Linked DNA regions of Macaca mulatta: region 2 is linked to region 1. Evidence: chromatin contacts called from public Hi-C data. All regions are on one chromosome and are shown on one strand. Each heading gives the region's core, a stretch centred on a gene start, on an enhancer-like site or on the middle of the called end of the contact. The rest is flanking DNA. Distances are from core to core; before and after follow the strand shown.

What was found. A called contact is a pair of places that touch in the nucleus more often than the background predicts.
Region 2: a contact with region 1 is called in a Hi-C map of liver, with 3 times the contacts expected there. The contact joins the promoter of RPL27A here to the promoter of TMEM9B in region 1. A contact is called at or near these places in 4 of 14 Hi-C or Micro-C datasets (CD4 T cells, fetal cortex germinal zone, fibroblasts and 1 more).

Annotation. Positions count from the first base shown.
Region 1 is chr14:56,563,902-56,567,658 of T2T-MMU8v2.0, forward strand. TMEM9B (TMEM9 domain family member B) reads left to right here and starts at 1,824. Exons shown (of 5, transcript XM_015114906.3): 1 at 1,824-2,198.
Region 2 is chr14:56,837,686-56,841,389 of T2T-MMU8v2.0, forward strand. RPL27A (ribosomal protein L27a) reads right to left here and starts at 1,419. Exons shown (of 5, transcript NM_001193567.1): 1 at 1,373-1,419; 2 at 927-990; 3 at 148-223. The coding sequence starts at 1,375. LOC114672525 (small nucleolar RNA SNORA3/SNORA45 family) reads right to left here and starts at 4; the gene lies at 1-4. It also overlaps a transcript of AKIP1 not described here.

The DNA.
Region 1 (3,757 bases), core at 574-3,073:
TACAAAGAAGTGAGAGGACCCAGGCCAGGTGGGAGGGTACACCTGGACCTACGTCACTCTTTTTGAGGAAGGGTGTAGAGAAACTTAGTTATAAGGAAGCAAGGAAAATAGAGGAAGAAGGGTACTAAGAACAGTGCTGTCTATAAACAGAACAACTCCCGTGTGACCTGAAGGTCTAGGAAGACCCGAGGTCAGAACTCTTCACTCCCCTGCCTACTATGGTGCGCCAGATCCTGCCATTTGCACATCTTTGGACATCTCAGCAACCCCTCTCATGGTCAGAAATAAATCAAATAAGGACTCAAGTAGGTGCCTGATACTTTTCTTTTAGACTAACCAGAGGAGCCTCTCCCATTCCCCTTTTCCCTGGTCCCCACAAACACTGTATTGTTTTAATCTGTCTCCAGGTATAACGATAATAAGACAAAGTCCTTACCCTCAGAGAGCTCACAATATTTTGGTGGAGGTTTGAGTATAAAGGCAAAATGTGAAAACATAATTTTACTATAATGAGGTAAAGTTAAAGAGATTTGTGCAAACATAGAAGGGAGTGCACTTAAGTCAGGGAAGGTTTTCTGGCTTAGAAGACCCCTGACCTAAAGGAAAAGTAAGAGTTATCTAGATATGAGCAGGGCAGAACAAGAGAAACTGACCCCTCCACTTCGACTGAGTCACCTGAAATTATATTCATTTTTTGGCAGACATATACCTCCCCCAAACATTCGGCTCTAGTTGTGCCAGTTCTTCCCTGTCAGCCCTCTCCTTACCTTGGCCTGAGCCTTCATTGTCTCCAGTCAGGCAACTATCTCATAGTCACACTCCAGTCAGGGCAGCCACATTCTGTATTCTAGAACAGCACTTCCTAACAGCATTATAACATTTTCTAGTAGCCACATTTAAGAGGTCAAAAAACAAGTGAAATATTTTACTAATATATTTTATTTAACCCAATATATCTAAAATATTTAAACCATAGTTTTAAATTTTTGAAATATTTTACATTTTAAAAATACTGTCTTTGAAATTAAGTGTGTATTTTATACAGCACATTTCAATTCAGTCTAGCCACATTTCAAATGCTCAATTGCCACATGTAGCTAGATAGTGGTTATACCACGGAGCTCTAAAATGCTGCCCAGACTGAGCGTGGTTGGTGTTTCTCCATTAAACAGATGAGGCCCATCAGTCTGAGGCACAACTATGTATTTTCTCTAAGCCTCTGTACCCCCAAGGCCTTGAAAACAATTCGGAAGAGAAGACCTATGAGGTTTCAGGTACAGCAGGCACTCCCTTTAGATGCCAAGCCTAGACAACCCTAAACTGATGCCTAATGTGCAGCTGAATCACCTTTCAGCAATCAGATTCAGTGCCTCACCAACACATTCGACCCAGGGAGTCTCCAGTTTATCCTTTGGCCAGTAGAACACCCACTACAAAGTCTTGATAATTCATCAAAAGTGACAGCACCTTCACAGGGCAGTCTCGTGAGAGGATATCTAGCCCTGCCGCTCTGGTTCCTGTTGGGAACAATATCAGACACCTTCTTGTGTTAGATTCACATGAATCTAAGAATCACATGGGCGAAAAATATTCAGAGCATTCTGTTAAAACATTTCCACAAATTAGGAAAAGACCATCTTTAAAAATCTGTTCTTAGAGGTAAAAACAGGGGTATTACAGGGGGCATAATTTTAAATCTATTCCCTCATATTGAGCCAAGAACTACAAGCCCAGAGAAGGGAAGTGATTTGCCCAAGGTCATTCAACAAATCCCTAGTGGCTGTGATGATCCCTGCATCCTTGCCACTATCTCCCTTGTCTCCACTAACAAAAATGTTTCAATGGGAGAATGTGCCGATCTAAGGTACTCCTAAAGTACTCGCTGAGAATGACAGCCTTGGGGAGGCCAGTCGGCAGCCGTGAACAAGCACTGCCTTACCGGGGCGTGGCGCCCCAATTCGCCACCTCTTGGAGTCCTAGGCGGAGGATACTGCTGGGGCAGTTGTGTCGCCAATTCCACATCTCCCGGAGCCTGCCCCGGCCCAGCCCAGCCCCGCCGCTGTGACCCACTTCCTAGCTGCAGGCTGGACCAACGGGAGGCACACCGGGAGCTCCACAGGGAGGCCACGCCCACGAAGGCCGCTCACAGACTTAGAAAGCCGACGGGGTGCTGTGGCCAGGAAGCGTGTGGGCGGCAGGTTAGTACCGGAAGTGCAGAGACCACCCCCAACCTTTTGACTGGGAGAGAGCACCCCGGAAAAGCATGGCTTGGCCAGTTCCAGCCCCGTTTCCACGCTCAGCACCCGCCCTGCCTTTGCGCGAACAGCTCCGGCCCGCACGGGCCGCCGAAGGGCCCTGTGTGACACTTGGAGTTTGTTGGGGTCTCCGTGGGCGGGAGGACTTTCCAGCGCAATGGCGACTCCATAAGCCCGGCAGCTTCTGCGCCCGGGGAAGATATCCAAGAGCTGCAAAGCCCTACTGGGCCCAGGTTGCCACCCCAGAGGCCCCCTTCCCTGGGGCCTGGGGGAGGCCAGGACGGGCACCACGATATCCCAGCCTCCCTGCCCTTCGCACTGGGAACCGTTTCCGGGGCTTTTTGCATTTGACCCGGCGCGCGCGGTGACGCCTTCGCGTCCAGACGGAAGTGCGGGCGGAGGATCCCCAGCCGGGTCCCGAGCCTGAGCCTGAGCCCGAGCCCGAACCGGGAGCCGGTCGCGGGGGCTCCGGGCTGTGGGACCGCTGGGCCCCCAGCGATGGCGACCCTGTGGGGAGGCCTTCTTCGGCTTGGCTCTTTGCTCAGCCTGTCGTGCCTGGCGCTGTCCGTGCTGTTGCTGGCGCAGCTGTCAGACGCCGCCAAGGTGAGTCCCGCCCAGCCTCGCTCCTGACGGAAGCTCCTCCCCTGCCACCGGCCTTGCGGAAACTGGGTCTGCCAACTTGCTGCTCGGCCCATTCCTGACAGCCATACCCCTAGCCTCACAGCTCCGGCAAACCCCCGTTGCCACCAGCCGCGCCCCTCCCGACTGCCCGGCAGCACTCCCGCCCTCAACCCCGACAGCCAGGTAGTCAGCGCCCCACGGCCGTCCCCAGCCCCGACAGTGCCCACAGCCCGGACAGCAGCCCCCACCGCCCTGACATTTCCCTTCCCAGCCCCGTCTGCACGCACCTTACACTTGACAACCTTTTCACCTCCGAGAGCCTTTAACTTTCCACCCTAAGCCCTTGACAGTCCACCTGCGCCCTCCGGGCCAGCCTCACAGGCCTCGCATGCCCCAACCCAGAATGATAGGAAGCCCGCATCTGACCGAAGGCTTCCCTGTCAAGGGCCGGCTCAGTTCAGCTCACCCTGAACACTTCCCTTACTGTGGTGGGAACTTGCCCCTCCTGGCCTACTTCCCTCCCCATAGGACCTACGGAGCATCTCTCACCTGCTTCATATTCTCACCTAACTCCCTCCACGAGTCCCTTGGTCCCTTTCTTGCTTTCTCTCTTCCTGATAATTTAGTGGGTAATGGAAGAACCAAACTGCAACAGAGGTGAGGTTGTGGCCTCCCTGGTTCGATTTCTTGACCTTCTAGTTCCCTCATGCCGTTCTCTGGTGCCCCAGCTCTCCAGGCCTGCCCTAGCTCCATGCATACCTGTGCTTCCTCTTTGATGAGCTAGCTCATCATTGGGGGGAAACAGAAGGGATTCACATTAGTATGATGGGAAAACAGAATGACATTGCATTTTTAAAAATAGGAGCTTTAATTTATAATAT
Region 2 (3,704 bases), core at 169-2,668, 270 kb after region 1:
CGATGACAGGTTCTCAGTTCACACGAAGTGTTAACTTGGTAAAAAAACAGCAGTAGGCAAGGCTTGCTTCTAAACTTTTTGTTTAAGCCAGCCCTCTCTCTGCCCCTACCTCCCAAGCTGTGTCAAAAGCAGTCCAAGGACACTTACTATTTGTCGAAGTTGATCCGGTGGTGATGCAGACCACCAGCATTACCGCGGCCTCCGGGGTGCTTCCGGTGCTTGCCTGCAGGAATACAAAGCTACATTGGGCCGGTGTGATGGCTCATGCCTGTAATCCCAGCACTTTAGGAGGCCGAGGCGGGCGGATCACCTGAGGTTAGGAGTTCGAGACCAGCCTGGCCAACACAGAGAAACCCCCGACTCTATTAAAAATAGAAAAACTAGCCGGACGTGGTGGCGCACACCTGTAATACCAGCTACTGAGGCAGGAGAATCGCTTGAGCCGAGATTTCGCCACTGCACTCCAGCCTGGGCGACAGTGATCAGTCTTTCCCCCTCGCCCCCCCCAAAAAAGCTACATGCACCACACAGCCTTCTCATGCCACTCAATACTTCCTCGTACAAAAGCCGAGCGTTTCCCCAGACGTCTGTGTCCCGCTTACGCTGTTCCTACCCTACCGATGCCGGTTTCAGCAATGCGATTACTTCAGGATTCCGGGTGAAACATCTTTTCAGGTTCCACATCACAGCATTCCCACAGTACTCCACGTCTTCAACTAACCTAACACCGTGCCTGCTCAATTCCTATTACTCCACTGATGTGAAATTCCTTAGAACTGGACTACTACAGGATCCTCAGAAAAAAATCAACAGCTGTCCAACTTGACCCCACAAAAAGGTCTTATTCTTATAGGCTACCGATCTCCAGACTAGCTAAGCACCCGAAGAGAGCCCAAGGCCCACCCCGAAGGGAAGCCGGCACTCACCTATGCGGCCGTGGCCGTGGCTCACGTGGCCCCGAAGTTTCCGGGTCTTCCTCAGTCTGGATGGCTGTGTGGAAAAAGCTTGGTGGTAAGGCCTAAGGAATTAGGGGCAGGGGGCGATGCCTGCCAGCTGTGAGATGGGCCTGTAAGCCTGTGGATCAAGGACCCAACTAATTGAGCGTTCGGTAAAGCTGAGGGTACCGATCGGCCTAGGGCCGTGCTCACCACGGTAGCGCCGGAGGCCGCGTGTCCTAGAGATCTGAACCGCGGGCCTAACAGACGGCTCCGGGAGCACCGCCCCGCGCCCGCGCCGGCCACCCTGCCCTGCAGGCGGCCATGCGCAGCCTGGAAGCCCCGACCATGGTAGAGAGTGGATGACTAGGGGCAATGGGAATGAGCTTAGGAGTCCCCGCCGGCAAGGAAGAGGAGGCAAGAAGCGAAACACCTACCATGTCGGCAGCCCAGACGAAAAAGGAAGGCCTTCGCCAAGTCTCGCGAGGTATCGGGCACGGGGGGCGGGGCCAAGTGCCTCACTTCCGGTCACAGAGGCCGGGCTTCGGGCGGGGCCTCTTGGTCTCGCGGGATTGCGCGTCTCCTAGTCGCCTCTTCGGAGTGGTGATACCCTTCACAAAATCTTGTGGTGGGGGTGAACGGTCTCGGTGAAGCCGGCTGTGACAGGCTCGGAAGACGAGAACTGTTGAAGAATCGGGGCTAGGTGTGCTGTACTGCACGCCGCCCATGCCTGCTTGAGCCGGCCCCTTTTCTGGCGCCTGGACCAGGGAACCGCCTAAGCCGACCCTAAGGGCCTCGGTATCAAGCTCCTCACCAAATGCGCCAGCCCTGAGCCGCCCCGCGCGCCTCCCCAGTTCTTAGTGGTTTGCTCGGGGCTGGTGAGAGTGGCGGCTGGTTTGTCTCCCGGCCGCAGTGCGGAACCGCGAGGCCCTGTTTAATCCTCAGTATGGCCAACTGGTGTCTCGCTCCGTTTTCTGAAGCTCGGGCGGCTCCCGAAATGCCTCCTCCCGCTCACACTCCTGAGTGGGCACTCCGGCTTCCTTTCTCTTTTGCCCTTCTGCTATCATTTGGTTGTCCTCTCAGGTTTGAGCAACTTAAATCGGCTCAGGGACTTAGATGCCTGGTTGCTTTATGGTTCTTTTAGTGCAGATATTGTAAATACTTTTTCTAAATGCCACATTTAGGCCAGGCGCGGTGGCTTACACCTGTAGTCCCAACACTTTCGGAGGTCGCGGCGCGAGGATTGCTTGAGGCGAGTAGTTCAACAACAGCCTGGGCAACATAGTGAGACCCTTGTCTCTACATACAAAAGTAAATAAGTAAAAATAAATGCTGTTTTTGAATTTTCTCCAGAATCTACATAACACGCCTGTGACCCTTTCCTGGACACAATGCAGACATAGTTCCTCGCTTCCCCACCTGTACCACCGTACAATCTAGTACAGCCCTTATGTAATTTATTGACCTACATTTGTCTTCCCTACTAGACCTAATTCCTTATGTGGTCAAGGACGGTTTTCTTTTATCCACACTCCACTAGTGATTGTTGAGTGAATAAATGAACTTACCCTCACCTCCCTGTCTTCGCTAATAGCAGCGTGTCTTCTAAGTCGGTTACTTCAGCCAGTGTTCAAGATCCCATCCCCTCGCTAGTCTATTAATAGATCCCATGGGAAAAATGAAATAAATTTTTAAAATCCCATCCCCTCAGTTATTCCCTGTGTGTATGTGTGAGCGTGAGTGTGTATTTATTTATATTTCTCTTGCCCCCTTCAGCTAAAATATAAAAATATCCAAAATTCTGGCCGGGCGCGGTGGCTCACGCCTGTAATCCCAGCACTTTGGAAGGCCAACGCGGGCGGATTACGAGGTCAGGAGATCGAGACCATCCTGACTAACACGGTGAAACCCCGTCTGTACTGAAAATACAAAAAATTAGCCGGGCGAGGTGGCGGGTGCCTGTAGTCCCAGCTACTCGGGAGGCTGAGGCAGGAGAATGGCGTGAACCGGGAAGGTGGAGCTTGCAGTGAGCCGAGATCACGCCACTGCACTCCAGCCTGGGCGACAGAGCCAGACTCGATCTCAAAAAAAAAAAAAAATCCAAAATTCTCCCATGTCCTTGCCCTTTCCTTTACAGCCAAGCTCCCCAAAAGAGTAGTCTACAAATCCTGCCCATTTGCACCTTCCCATCCATTGTTCTCTGCAATCTAGCTCACAGCCTGTGACTGCAATGAAATTGCTTTTTCTAATGCCATTAATGAACCAGTTGCCAAATTGGACTCTTCCTATTCTTGATACCACTTGTTCTTTCTGTTGTACTTTAATCTGTTGACGTCTTTTTCTAGAGAAAGTCTTGCCTTCCTCCTGCTCTTTGGTTACTTCTCAGTCTTCTTTTCAGATTCTTCCAGCGTTGTCCACCATTTAAATGTTGATGTTCCTCAGCCTTCTGTCCTTGTCCTTATGTTTTCACAGTATATGGTCTTCTTGGGTGGCTTCAATTCACATCCTTATTGCTGAGCTCCACATCCATATGGTCACTTAATTACTGGTTACTATTCCTTGGACATTCTACAGACAAAGTAAACATATCCAAAGAACTCAATCTTCACTGCTCACTGGTGCCTTCTCCTTTATTCTCTGTCTTGGTGAGTAGCACCATTGTCCACCTAGATAATGAAAATTGTCCCCAAACCTTCTCTTCTTCTGCTGCACTGTCACCCTATCCTTTTGTTTCTGTTCTATCTCTCCAATGTGCTTCCTCTGTTTAAG